2 separate regions of the Lactuca sativa genome follow, and region 2 is linked to region 1. A link is a contact called in public Hi-C data. All regions are on one chromosome and are shown on one strand. Each heading gives the region's core, a stretch centred on a gene start, on an enhancer-like site or on the middle of the called end of the contact. The rest is flanking DNA. Distances are from core to core; before and after follow the strand shown.

Region 1 (6,807 bases), core at 2,671-5,170:
AGTACATAAAACCTTTTTCTCAAATGGTGATTATAGAGCATAGACGTTGGCGAAGATTGTATTTCCTATAACACCAATCCAACAACCAATAACAATTAGAAAAAAAAAAAAAAAAAAAAAAAAAAAAAAAAAAAAAGAAGAGAGATTTGATTACTTCCAATTTCTGAAAGCACCGTGTATCCTAAATTGATATCAATCCACCCGATTTACTGTTTGAATCTACCCCTTCAGAATTATGGTTAGTTGAGTCCCAACATCCTTCAATTTTGACACTAGTGTAATCCATGATTTGTGTTTCCTGTAATCCTATAGAGTTTGTTTTGTGTGCAACCTTCAATCTATCCAATCAACTATACATTTATACCTTTGAAATGGAGATATGTATTTGACCTACGAACATCATAGTTGCAAGCTCTCTTTGGATTTGTATTTTTTATATGATTTTCTAACACATAGATAAATTTTGTATAAAGAACCGTTTTGAATTAAAATATTCTATAATTCTGAAAATAGTAAATGTTAATATTCACTTTCATATTCCACGATCCATCACAAGGGAAAGACCAAAGGCCAATTGCCCTTTTCCTTTAAATGACTTCTATAATACATAACATCAATAAAAACCATAGGTTATTCAATTTCGCTAAAGAAAAATAAAAAACACGACATCTTAACAACCAATCTTTTCGATCCTCGGTACATGAACGGGGAACTCATGTATCTCATCAATCCACGGACTTTTCTCCTTTTTCGGATCGATAGACCTCAACGCCTTCCAAACCGCACTATTACACTTAAAACCCGAACCAAAAGCAATTTGCCACGATCTGTCTCCCTTCTTTATCCGACCCTTAGCTTCTGAATACGCCAATTCATACCACAATGAGCTACTCGAAGTATTACCAAATCTATAAAGTGTCATTCTAGAAGGTTCCATATGCCACTCAGATAATTCAAGATTCTTTTCCAACTCATCCAACACTGCTCTTCCTCCCGCATGGATACAAAAATGCTCAAATGCAAGCTTGAAATCCGGGATATATGGTTTAATTTTCAATTTAAACACTTTTCTTGCGACCAATGTGACAAAAAACAAGAGTTGTTCCGACATGGGGAGCACTAGTGGCCCGAGTGTGGTGATATTTGTTTTTAGGGCTTCACCGGCTACTGCCATTAGATCTTTTGAAAGAGCAACACCTATGTTTTTCTCGTTGTCCTCTTCTTGGAAAACACAACTATAACATTTGTCGTCTGCGCCCTTGTGGGTCCGCACTGTGTGGATTAGTTGGTACTTTGACCGGCGACGATCAGATGACCGATTAGATAACAAAATTGCAGCACCGCCCATTCGGAATAGACAATTTGACACGAGCATAGATCGATTGTTCCCAAAGTACCAATTTAGTGTTATATTTTCCATGCTAACCACCAAAGCATAGGAATTAGGTTGTACCTATTTTCAACAAAACAAATGGATTAAATTAAATTAAATTTTGTTTTCAAATAATCAACAATTATGATCAAACAAATGTTGGAAAAAATGGGTTGGTATTATTTGGAATAATTATTGTTATGATACCTTTATTGTTCTAGTTTAGGATGTTAAAGAAAGTATAGAAAAGTAGCCATATTAAGGCCAGCTTGTCCATGATCTAGATCTATACTTCCTGAAAAAGGGGAATTCTCATTTGGACTATTAGTCACATGGTGGGTATTTCCCATGGTGGGCCCCATGCCATATAAGCAAGTATAAAGCAAAAAAAGGTCCAGAATTCTACCCCACATGTGACAAAAAAGTAATGACATCACCCCATGAAAATATGCTTTCTTCTTCAAAATATACGTAGCAATATAAAAAAAATAAAGTGTCTTTTTTAGTATAAAATTGTTTTGACGATTCTCTAATTGTATCAAGTAAAATACATATTAATAATTATAAAACTAAATAATTATAAATGAAGATGATCCAATTTCAAAACTTAATCTAACCATGAAATTTTGTATCCAAGTTAATTTTATAATTATTGATTAGATGTATATAAAAACTCACACATAAAAATGAAAAGTTATCGCTAAATATTAAATATCGAAGGACTAATTTTCAAGATGGGTTTATCTTCACCTTTAATTGGCTAAAGTTTAGGTTCAAATTTTGAAATTTAGATCGGTCGGTTTGACTTGAGCTAAGTCGTTTCTTTTTGCTCGGTTTGATTAAATTCTTATTAAATAGTTGTTAATAAAATTCTTATTAATTAGTCCTTACTAAGTTATCATATGATTAAAATTCCTATTAAATAGTCCTTTTCTATGAAATGAAAAGGATTACACAATAAGTTATCGTATGATTAAAATTCTTATAAAATAGTCCTTACAATAAAAATAAAAAGTCATTACTAAATAAAATAAAGAAGGATTACACATAGACCGTATATCCATTAAAACTTAAAAAAAAAATAAAAACTATGAAGATGCTCTTAAAACCACAACTTGTAAATTATTCGGTAATTCTTACATACATTTTTCTTTTGAAAATTTTATCAAATTAAACCCCATTAGAGGTTAACTAAAATGAAAATCGAATCAATTTTTAAAAACTTCAAAGAAGGATTCGTTAAAACCGATGTAACTATGAAAGAATCGATTCCTTTGGAATTTATGAAGTTTCCAAAAAATCATGAAACATAAAATCTTTTAAATTAACTTGTATCTCCGGATTTACAGCTATGAGATCCAATAAAATATAATTCATATCATAGTGTACTTTTTAGTTTTATATGTTTCACGTTGCTAGCACTACTTGCATAGATACAAAATAGTACGATCATCGTCTTCATTTTTTGAAAATAATAAAGATTCAAAAAAAAAAAAGAAAAAAAAAGTATAATCACTTTGTAAAAGTTATCCCACAAGAATAAAATTAATAAGAAAAAGAAAACGAAAAATACCTGTAAAAGCTGTTTAGCAAGATCAATGGAGATCAATCCAGCACTACAACCCATCCCACCGAGATTATAGCTCAAAACATTCCCTCTGAGCTTGTAGTGATTCACAACCATGGAACTAAGCGAAGGTGTTGGACAAAACAAGCTACAATTCACAATAAGTATACCAATATCCTTCGCCTTCACACCAGTTTTCGCCAACAACTCATCAATGGCGCCGAACATCACCATCTCCGCCTCCTTTCGAGCTTCCGACATACACGGATTCGGCGGAACCTGCAACACCGCTTCAGGGAAATACGTCTTCTGACCTAATCCAGATCGTTCGAGAATCTTCTTCTGAAACGCTAAATTCTCTTCGCTGAATGTTCCGGTGAGAACTGAATGATTCATGAATGTTTCACGAGAAACGATGTGAGATTCGTCGGGTTTGTAGCAGGCGAAATCGAGTAAGTAAACCTTCTTAGGGCGGCTCATAAAGTAGAGTGTGGCTAGGAAGACGATTAGAGTTGAGCATATGATAACAGAGAGTAGATTGAATCGAAGTTGTTGCCATAGATGGAATAGATCTTGTGATGTGAGTGTTGATAGATGAACAGAGACGACAGCAAGGACTGGGATTAGTAACAGGTACATGAAATGTGTGATCAGGTAATGGTAACCTAATTTGACGTATTTGAGTTTGACAGATAAGAGGAAGTTTGGAAGAGATGCTCTCTCCGAAGGTGAATCCGCCATTGTTGACCAGGAAATTGAAGAGAAACCCAGATGAATTAGAGGAAATTGAAGAACACCCAGAAAGGAGAAGAAATGTGGGTTGGAGGAGAAGTGATGAATTGAGGGGGGTTTTAAGGGGATGAAGATGCAACTACCCCCAAACGAACTTTTAATGGTTACCCGCTATCGCATTCATTACGCCAGCGATTAATCGGAGAGCAGGCGGGCAGGGGATTTGATACATGTAATATTCAAGGTTGCAAAATGGACGGCTTATAGAGCTATAAAACCGACTCCAATTTAAACGGATAATTTTTAATTTATGTATCAGAAGTAAGACGTAGTATTGTTGATTTTTCTAAAAAAAAATCTAAATATATTACTTTTATTAAAAAGTGAATAAAAGTTCGGAGAATATAGATCGAAAAAATGTTTTTTTTTTTTTTTTTTTCAGATTTTACCATAAAATAGTAAAAAAAAAAAAAAAAAGTTAAAAAAGTATTAAAATAGCCATAATTTTCGCATGTGGTCAATCTCCGAAAATATAGAATTTTGCATTCGGCTGTACTTTATTTACAAAGTTTGAACATTCATAAAATTTTTATAATAACTTTGATCTGATTTTTTTCATTGTATTTTTTTTTATAACGAGGGTTTTTATGGACATATTACACATCAAAAATTGAATGTGGGGAAGTCATGTTTATTTACTTCACAATAAATTAACCGGTGAAAATTATGAAAAAAACCCTAACTTTGATTATTCATAAATTTTGTATACAAACTTTGTTTGAGGTTTTTTTTCATTATGTTAACAATGACTTTTCGTTGATATATTACATTCTCAATTTGGATGTCAAGAAGTTATATTTTTTTATTTCCAAAATATGGTATTCGGTGAAACTTTAAAAAAAAAAGCAAATCATAGCTCTTTCATACAAACTTTATAACAATCATTATACCATTTTGGTTCTCCTAATAACAAGAGTGTCCTAAAAAAGTCTTAAAAAAATTCATAAAAAAACATTTTTGTTTTTATATACAAACTTCATAACAATCAATTTAGGTTGTCCCAACCAAAATGGATGTCAAGAAGTTATATTTTTTATTTCCAAAATATGATATTCGGTGAAACTTTAAAAAAAACACATCATAGCTCTTTCATACAAACTTTATAACAATCATTATACCATTTTGGTTCTCCTAATAACAAGAGTGTCCTAAAAAAGTCTTAAAAAAATTCATAAAAAAACATTTTCGTTTTTATATACAAACTTCATAACAATCATCAATTTAGGTTGTCCCAATCAAAAGTGTGACATACACTAATCTAGGGCAAAAAACTTTTTCGCAGTCAACCTAGATTTTCATAGGTGTTAACCGGTTAAAATCTAAACACTAACATTTTCGCAGGACACCTATATTTTTTTTGCAAATGATTGTTTGCAAAAATTGTGGATAATTTCGTAATTTTGTGTGGCTATTTTATGGTAAAAGATTTTAAAAAATAGTTATTAGTCATTTTCTCTTATAAATAAACAATAAAATATTATATATGTCATACTTAAGGTGTCAATATAATATATATACTTGTAAATAACTTTCAAAGTTTTATATTTTCTCAAAATCTTATTTTTTAATGTTTTCTAAATTTCTATAATTATTTTAAATCAATATTTTTTTTTATCAAAATAGCATAATACAATTGTTATAAATCAAAAAAGTTCATTGTCTAAACACGTACATGATAGAAATCACTAATGATTATCAAATTGAATATTACTTTGTGAACAAAAATCGCAAGAGATGAAATTACTAGTGATTTAAATCGTTGTTGAGTTAGGTATTTTGGATCAAATAATGATAAGAGCTTCTACATTGCAGCTTGCAAAACTAGTTTGCAATGCCACATCACAAGAATTAAATGCCACATGTATCTTTATTTTTCACAGTTTGCAAGACTTGCAAATGTAATTCTATTATTATTTTAATCAAATGCCATGGCCCACTAATTTTTCTTTCCAAAAGTTCTAAATGATGATGATGAGGTGGCATGATTTGCAAGATCATATCATTGCACCCGATGTGGACGCTCTAATGGTGGAGTGGCCTTCCACATGTGTGTTGATTGTGTGTCCAAGCCTTTTCTTGGTGATATGTTTGAAGGAAGGGTATTATGATCAATTTATTTTTATCACTAAAATGATTTTTTATAATAAATAATGATTATAAGCAAAATGTTTAAAAAAATGAATTTAATAACTATAATATTGTCGAAGCTCATATACAGTATATATAATTTAGATAGAGAAAATATAATATTTAATTGTTTTTTAAAGATATATATGAATTTCTCATAAAAAATACAAATATTAAAAAATAGAATTTATTAAAAAATAAATAACCAATAAACATTATATTAACGTACAAAAACAGTATATTAATGTAGAATCTATTAAAACCATTTCATAATTTCAATATACATGAAACTCTCATTTATTGAAACAAGTGTTATATTAAATTTATGATTTATGATTTTAAAGTCTCAAACGATTTTAATTCATACGAAAAGAGAATATCTTCATTAATTATTTTGATATCAAAAAACATAATTTCTTATACACATTTTATTAAAATATTGCTCGTTATAAACTATATAAATCCATATATTTTATGTTTCAATAACAGAGATTAATTTTAAAGAAACATTACTAATATAAGGGGGTGTTTGGATAGGAAAAAAAATAGTTTGTTTATTGTTTATTGTTTAATCCCACCCTAATAAGCAAATTTAAGTCTTTTTGATAGGAGTCTTTAAAAATTAGCTTATTGCTGTAGGAATAAGTCAAACAAACTGATTTTAATAAATAAGGGGGGAATATTTATTGTTTATTGTTTATTGCTTATTGGTCATTTTACTCATATAAGCTGTTTTGTTTGCCAAACACTTAAAATGTTTATTGTTTATTACTTATTTCCACCACAATAAGCTAATCCAAACATATTTTAAACAAATGTTTATTTTCACCGCGATAAATAAATAAGTAATAAGCTAATAAACTAAAAACTATTTATCCAAACACCCCCTCAAAGTTTTGTCATTAAAGTCTATTGGTTAAGATATTTAATTATATAAAGAACTAGATGA
Region 2 (7,609 bases), core at 1,786-4,285, 300 kb before region 1:
ATGGGCTAAAAGTACATATACGCTAATAAATATGAGTAACTAGGGTTTGGACCGTCCGCGCTATGCTGCGGAAGCCCAATATGTTGTAAAACGCATCTCGACATTAATAAAGTTTTTGGGAGAAATTTATGCGTGTTGCGGCGAAATTTTTTTTATAAAGTGAATCATAAAATTATAAAATAAGGTTTCGAAGCTAAAAAAGTTATGTATGGACGAGGCATACAAAATGAAGTTTGAAAATTTATCTTAAACGTATTAATCATCCTTTAAATAAAAGATTAATATTAATAAAAATGAAAACGATAAAAATAATTATGTAACGGATCAAAAATGTAACTTTAAAGTATAGTTAGGGATCAAAATTGTAACTTAAAATTACTAATAATTTAAGACTGTTTAATCAAAACTATTTTAAGATAGAAAATGTAAATTTGAAAAGTTTGCTCTAATAAGAATCAAACTTGCTATTTCCAAATAAAACTATTTGTAACAAAACCTTTAAAAACTATAATATGATAAAAATTTAATAATTTTGGGCTCTAGAAAAGAAAAACCAAATAAATAGTGTTTCCCACTCACAACTGGAACTTTGATATATATATATATATATATATATATATATATATATATATATATATATATATATTTCATTGTGTAATTACAGGCTCTCTCCTAGTGACTTTTTCTTACAACCTTCAAACCTAACATAACCAACCAACCAACTTCTTCAGCCTTAATGTATCACCTAACCGACACAATGAAGATGACTAGTTAAGTGTATTATACCTTCCAGTATACTGAGCACGAGGCTCATTGTGGTCGATGTGACAACGAACAACAGCCATGAACACTATCCCCATCCTCCGTGGTTGCTCGTTGTCGTGGAGGATCGTGGTCACCACCACATTTGACCACAAACTCTTCCTCAGTATTTTTCCTTCTTCTTGTCTTCTTTCTCGATTTGACCACGATCTCCTCTCGTGCACACTATCCCGGTTGCAAGGGGAAGAGTTGTGGTGGTGACGTGGAGGTGGAAAATGGTGGTGGTCGTGAAGACCATCACAAATGGCCTTAGTGTTTGGATAATTTTAGGCTCATGTTGTACTTTTAGTTTTTCTTTTCTTATTAAAACATTGTAACTTAAAAGTTTTAACAAATTATAGCAATAAAAATCAGAGGTTGTATTTGAAAGGATTCATGATTTATGTTTAACTTGAATTTTATATGACATTTTGTATTTTTTAATGATTGAACACGTTTGTTTAAATATTTTATCAAACAGGAACAATTTATTTAGTTGAAAATTATTTAGTCATTTTATCATTTAACACAACTATTCAAATGCCTAACAAAACATATATTTTTATTTAAAACATATTAATTTAGAGCCTCTTAATGATTAAATCTGAATCATTTGGATGTTCTCAAATAACGATTAATAAGGTTACAAAATCAAAACTTAAGTGATAAGCCCAAAACCGGAAAGTAAATCAAAACTTAAGTGATAAGCCCAAAACCGGAAAGTAGGCATAATACTCTTATCATTAATGGCTAAACTAAAAATCATTTGAACTGCTAAAGCTCTTGTTAAAAAAAGTTTGAAAATGATTTCTTTAGTAAACAACAGAAGATGTAATGAATAATTCTTTAATATGTATGTAAGTAGATACAGTGTATCACATATCTCTTCAACAAATAAAAAAAAGACAAAAGTGCAAATTTGGTCCTTATGGTTTGCAAAAATCTTTGAATGGGGTCCAAAAAGTTTCCAGTTTGCACAGAAGGTCCAAAATCAAGGTTTTTCTGGGTTTTTAGTCCAAAAAAACTTGAAAAGACGGTTATACCCTTATTTATTTACTTTTACATTTTTTACATTTTTTTTTACGTTTTATTAACATTTCAATAATAATAATAATAAGAAAATGGGTAAAACTCTATCTCTCTTACGTCTCTTTCTCCCTCCCCCCTGTGTGTGTGTGTTTTCATAAGAGAACTTTGCATTCTCTCTGTACCTTCAAAAATCATCTCCTCAAAAACACACACTCACAAAACTCTACACACACACAAAGAAAATTAAACATACACACACATAGTGAAAAAAACCCAGTTTTGCTAAACCTTATATATGATTTCTCCAACTCCGACGATTAAAGACCCATCGGCGAATTTCCCTTCTCCGTTCTTCATGCCACTGAGTTGTGCTTCTCCGACTATTACTAGGGTTTCATCTCTGGATTCAAGACCCACTGACGAGTTCTCCAACTCCGACAATAGCTCTAGACATGTATCGGTGGTGGAAGCTCCGACATGTAGCAGTGGTGGGATTGCAAACAGAAGGATGAAACACATGGAGCGATAGTGGAATCACTATTAAACCCTCTTTTCAATGATGTATCCTTCAAAATCTCGATACACTTCAGTCAATCCAAACCTCAATTTCTATGCAAACCATCTTATTGCAGTGAAATTATGGAACCCCCAAATGAAATATGGTTTAGACTGAACACAATCACAACAAATCGAGAAAAAAATTGAAAACCCAGATCTTCAGACGCTCAGAGAAGATGATTAGTTGAACCCCTCCATAAAGTAATCTTGCCACAATTTCTCAAAAACGACGATCTCAGTCATAGTTTGTTTCCCCTTCTACATCACTCTCTTGTTGATTGCAAAAGTTGTTGTAGTGTACTCAGTTAAATACATTTATTCTCAAAAGAAATTTGATTCATCCAAGTTCTAAGTGATTTTACAAATGATCTAGAGATGAATTATGTGAACATACCAGCAATTATGTGGGTGGGGTTTTGTATTTCTTTTCTTTTTATTTTTAAATTAAAATAGTATTAAAATAATTATAAAAAATAAAAAAAATTAAAAATGTATAATCGCCTTTTCAGTGTTTATGAATTAAAAACTCAGAAAAACCTTAATTTTGTAAGAAGCTGAAACTTTTTAGACCATTTTTGCAGCAGGAAATTTGCAGTTTTGTAAATAAAAAATAAAAATTGATTGGTTATATGTATACGAGTATACAACCAACATCTCACCCATTTACTCAACAACGCCTTCCTTCTCGAACGACAATACCCAAGCTCCCAACTCCACCTCGTTGTCTCCGCCAAACCTCCTTGTCTCTTCATCCTATATCTACTCTGCTATCTACTTTCCAAAATTCACACCATTAACGGACTTCCCAATTTGGAAATTTGCTCAGCTACAATGGCACAATCTTTGAATTTCTTCGTATCATCTTCCCGTTCACCGGACTTTACAATCTCCACCAATTCCTACTCAAAACCCATGCTCCAAACCCCCAATCGCTACTTGTCATTCACCAAATCCCCCCGCAAACCGGTCGTTTTGGTATCCGCCTCCGCCGACAACGGACAAGGGGGTTTATCCGCTGTGACGGCGGATTTCGTTAGTGATAATGGGACTAAACCAATCACTATTGCACCACCTGATTCGAGTTCGATTGAAGTGGATTCAGTGACGGAGGCGGAGTTGAAGGAGAATGGATTCAGGAGTACTCGAAGAACGAAACTTGTGTGCACGATCGGACCCGCCACCTGCGGGTTTGAGCAGCTGGAGGCGTTGGCCGTCGGAGGGATGAACGTGGCGAGGATTAATATGTGCCATGGGACGCGTGAGTGGCACAAGACTGTGATCGAACGAGTGAGGAGGTTGAATGAGGAGAAAGGGTACGCTGTTGCTATCATGATGGATACTGAAGGAAGTGAGATTCATATGGGGGATCTCGGTGGTGCTTCATCGGCAAAAGCTGAGGTATTCAATTACTCTTTTCTCTCATAATAAAAATCACTTCAAACAACAATCAATTTGGTAATGAATTACGCAGGATGGAGAAGTATGGACATTCAGTGTCCGAGCATACGATTCCCTTCGCCCTGAACGATCAATCACTGTGAACTATGATGGATTTGCAGAAGGTATTATGAAAGATCATATATTCCAATCTTAATGTCTGTAAGACAAGTTAATATCTTTTTAATTGCAATTGATTTTCCACATGATGACAGATGTGAAAGTGGGAGATGAACTTCTTGTTGATGGAGGAATGGTGAGGTTTGAGGTGATTGAAAAAATCGGTCCAGATGTCAAGTGTTTGTGTACTGATCCAGGACTTCTGTTACCAAGGGCAAACTTGACATTTTGGCGTGATGGAAGCTTAGTTCGTGAACGTAATGCCATGCTTCCAACAATTTCCTCAAAGGTTTGTGCTTTATTTCTTGGAATTATATAATGTTACTTTTACCCTTGACATTTGTTTTGATACTGATCTTCCTATTTCTTCAAATGCTACAAAGACATCGTATTTGACAAAAATTGAACACTTTTGTGCAAATTGTAACTAACAAGTTATTGTTTGAATGTTTTGTAATTGTGGGTTTAGGATTGGTTGGATATAGATTTTGGGATTGCAGAAGGTGTTGATTTTATCGCAGTATCATTTGTCAAATCAGCAGAAGTGATTAATCATCTTAAGAGTTACATCAAAGCTCGATCACGTGATGGGTAAGAAAGAAATCATTCAATTTTTTTTTTCTTTATGTTCTTAATTGGGTCCCACAATTTACACTTTTAACCCATTTGACAAATTCTTTACAGGGACATAGCAGTACTTGCAAAGATCGAAAGCATCGACTCACTAAAAAACCTAAAAGAAATCATTCAAGCTTCAGATGGAGCCATGGTAGCACGTGGTGACCTTGGTGCTCAAATCCCATTAGAACAAGTCCCATTAGCCCAACAAAAAATAGTTGAAACATGCAGAAAATTAAACAAACCAGTAATTGTAGCTTCACAGCTACTTGAATCCATGATTGAGTATCCAACACCTACAAGAGCTGAAGTTGCTGACGTGTCAGAAGCTGTGAGACAACGTGCTGATGCACTCATGTTGTCTGGTGAGTCAGCAATGGGTCAGTTTCCTGATAAGGCTTTGACTGTTTTGAGAAGTGTGAGTTTGAGGATTGAAAAATGGTGGAGGGAAGAGAAACGACATGAAGTTATGGAGTTGCCTGATATTGCTTCTTCTTTTTCGGATAGTATTTCGGAAGAGATTTGTAATTCGGCTGCAAAAATGGGTGAGAATTCTTTGATCTTGAAACAAGTTTTATTATAATTAAATTTATATCTACTTCATAAAAATAGTATATGAGTTTTTGAAATGGCTTCTTGTTTCTCTACATGTGTTAATGATGATGTTATTTCATAGAGTGCTATATGATGATGTCATGTGTGTAGATGAGAAGTCATGTTAGTTTTAACATATAAAGGGGGAAATTTTCGATAAAGTCTCAATATTTTGGGTCAGTTTATGGTTTAATCCCAACATTTATTTTTTGAAAAAGTCATGATTATCTAATTTTATATGATAATCTGTCGTTTTCTGTTGAAAAAAAAATAAGGATTGTTTTGTGAATTTGGGCAAAACATAAAATAATCGAGACTTTTCTGTTCAAAAATTAAAAGTTGGGATAAAATTCCCAAAATTTTAGGATTTTATCGGAGATTTCTCTATAAAGGGGAGAAAATATAGTGGTTTTTATGTATATTGTCCTTTTTAGTATGATAATTGCTATGATGTTTCTTTGTTTTTGGTTAATTAAGTGTTGTTTGGATAAATGATGATTAAAAGATATTTGAGAAAATGATGGGATACTTGGGGAAATTGAAGGAAAAAGTAAACAAGGGGAAATTTGTAAAAAAGTTGGGAGTTAATGAAAAAAATGATTTTCTGTATTAAGTTGTTCTTTTTGTATGAAGTAAAAGAAAACTCAAGTATAACTTACAAGATTAGGAGTTTGTTTCTTTGACTTAATGGATTAAGCACTTAATCTGCATGACTATACATGGTGTTTCCTTTTGAATTTATCTGAACATAATGACTTAATGGGTTAAGCCAAAAAACATGGCTTAATGTATTAAGACACTAATTCCGATTTAATGTTTTTCTTCCATTTCCCCAAATATGTTGTTATTTTCTTAAATATGTATCCATGTTATTACTAATCATACAAATCGAGTAATTTGTATTATTTGATGATTTTACAGCTAATAATCTCGAAGTGGACGCGCTATTTGTGTACACAAAAGACGGGCACATGGCATCTCTCCTGTCCCGGTCCCGCCCGGACTGCCCGATTTTTGCGTTCACAACCGATACTTCGGTCAGAAGACGTTTAAATCTACAATGGGGTTTAATACCATTTCGCCTTGGTTTCTCGGATGACATGGAAAGCAATCTCAACAAAACTTTTTCTCTACTCAAAGCTCGAGGCATGATCAAATCGGGTGATCTTGTTATTGCGGTTTCAGACATGTTGCAATCGATTCAAGTTATGAATGTGCCATAAGGAAAAACTTGTGTTGACTAGGGTTTTTGTGATCTATCTTGATGCCAAAAAGTCTTAAAGATTGTGATTTGTTAGAAGTTTGTATTTGCACTTTGTTATGTTGAACTTATGGACTTTGTAATTTGTTGGATTTGTTTTCGGTTTGATGAGAAGGTTGTTTGTTAGATTGAGGGGATGTCTTTCTAATGTAGTAAATGGTTGTTGTACTGTGTTTGATATGCATTGGATTAAATTGACATTGATGTTAATGTGATAAAAAAATTGTAATTTTTATCTCATATAGAGGCTTTAATTTTGATAATTGATATGTTGTATGTGCAAAAGAAGTGAATGTCACAGCTCTAAATAGTCCACTTATGTCCCATGTAGTACTTTGTGTTTTGAAGAAATATTTTTTTGTGTAGTAGGTAAATAAGTAATGCATATAGTAACAAGTAAATAACTAAATAAATAAATAGTCCACTTGTGTCCCATGTAGTACTTTGTATTTTGAAGATTTTTGTTTTTTTGTTTTTTTGTTTTTTTTGTGTAGAAGGTAAATAAGTAATGCATATATGCATATAGTAACAAGTAAATAACTAAATAAATAAATAAGTAAAAAAGACAAACTGCATAAACGGCCAAACGGGTAATTTACTTGATCAATTTCTTATTGCAGGTAATGTATTTCTTTAGCTTGAATAAAATGTTTCATGTTCTAAAATAATTTATTTATTCTTGATTTATGGTTACTGTTACGCATTTAGATTAAAAGTGAGGTCTTGGACTCTTGGTCTTTGTACAATTCAAGGAACTGTTCGAATAAAACCATGTCAATACTAAATATTAACTTGTTTCTTTAGATCGAAGTTATTTTAGATCAAGATTTTTTTAAGATAAATAGAATGGGCTAAATGTTCTGTAAAGAATAAAGTTATACATGCTATGAGCCCAAATTGAGCCAATTGGTTTAGATACTATCTTCTTTGGGTTAACCTTTTCGGCTTTATAATTAGTACAATACTACAATATGTACCCATCATCTACTCTATACCACTCTATTATATTACTCTATTATAATAAAACATATGACGCTTATAGGCTTACACACTTTAGCGTTTGGCCACATGAATTTAGGGGGTTTGACATTTTTCGTACTTGGATTGGAGTTTTACAGTTTTATTCTCTCGATTCCAGATGACAATGACTCATAGCTTATAACTCTTGGGGTTTTGCCACGTGTTGCACTG

What was found. Hi-C and Micro-C count contacts between places; a contact is called where the count stands out from the background.
Region 2: a Hi-C map of leaf shows a contact between it and region 1, with 6 times the contacts expected there. The contact joins the promoter of LOC111888631 here to the promoter of LOC111910037 in region 1. A contact is called at or near these places in 2 of 4 Hi-C or Micro-C datasets (both in leaf).

Annotation. Positions count from the first base shown.
Region 1 is chr5:175,205,838-175,212,644 of Lsat_Salinas_v11, reverse strand. It overlaps LOC111910037 (3-ketoacyl-CoA synthase 11), which reads right to left and starts at 3,920. Exons shown (of 2, transcript XM_023905831.3): 1 at 2,946-3,920; 2 at 502-1,453. The coding sequence starts at 3,680. The coding sequence ends at 671.
Region 2 is chr5:175,502,019-175,509,627 of Lsat_Salinas_v11, reverse strand. It overlaps LOC111888631 (pyruvate kinase isozyme A, chloroplastic), which reads left to right and starts at 3,035. Exons shown (of 6, transcript XM_023884759.3): 1 at 3,035-3,786; 2 at 3,860-3,950; 3 at 4,041-4,234; 4 at 4,415-4,536; 5 at 4,630-5,108; 6 at 6,079-6,658. The coding sequence starts at 3,220. The coding sequence ends at 6,380.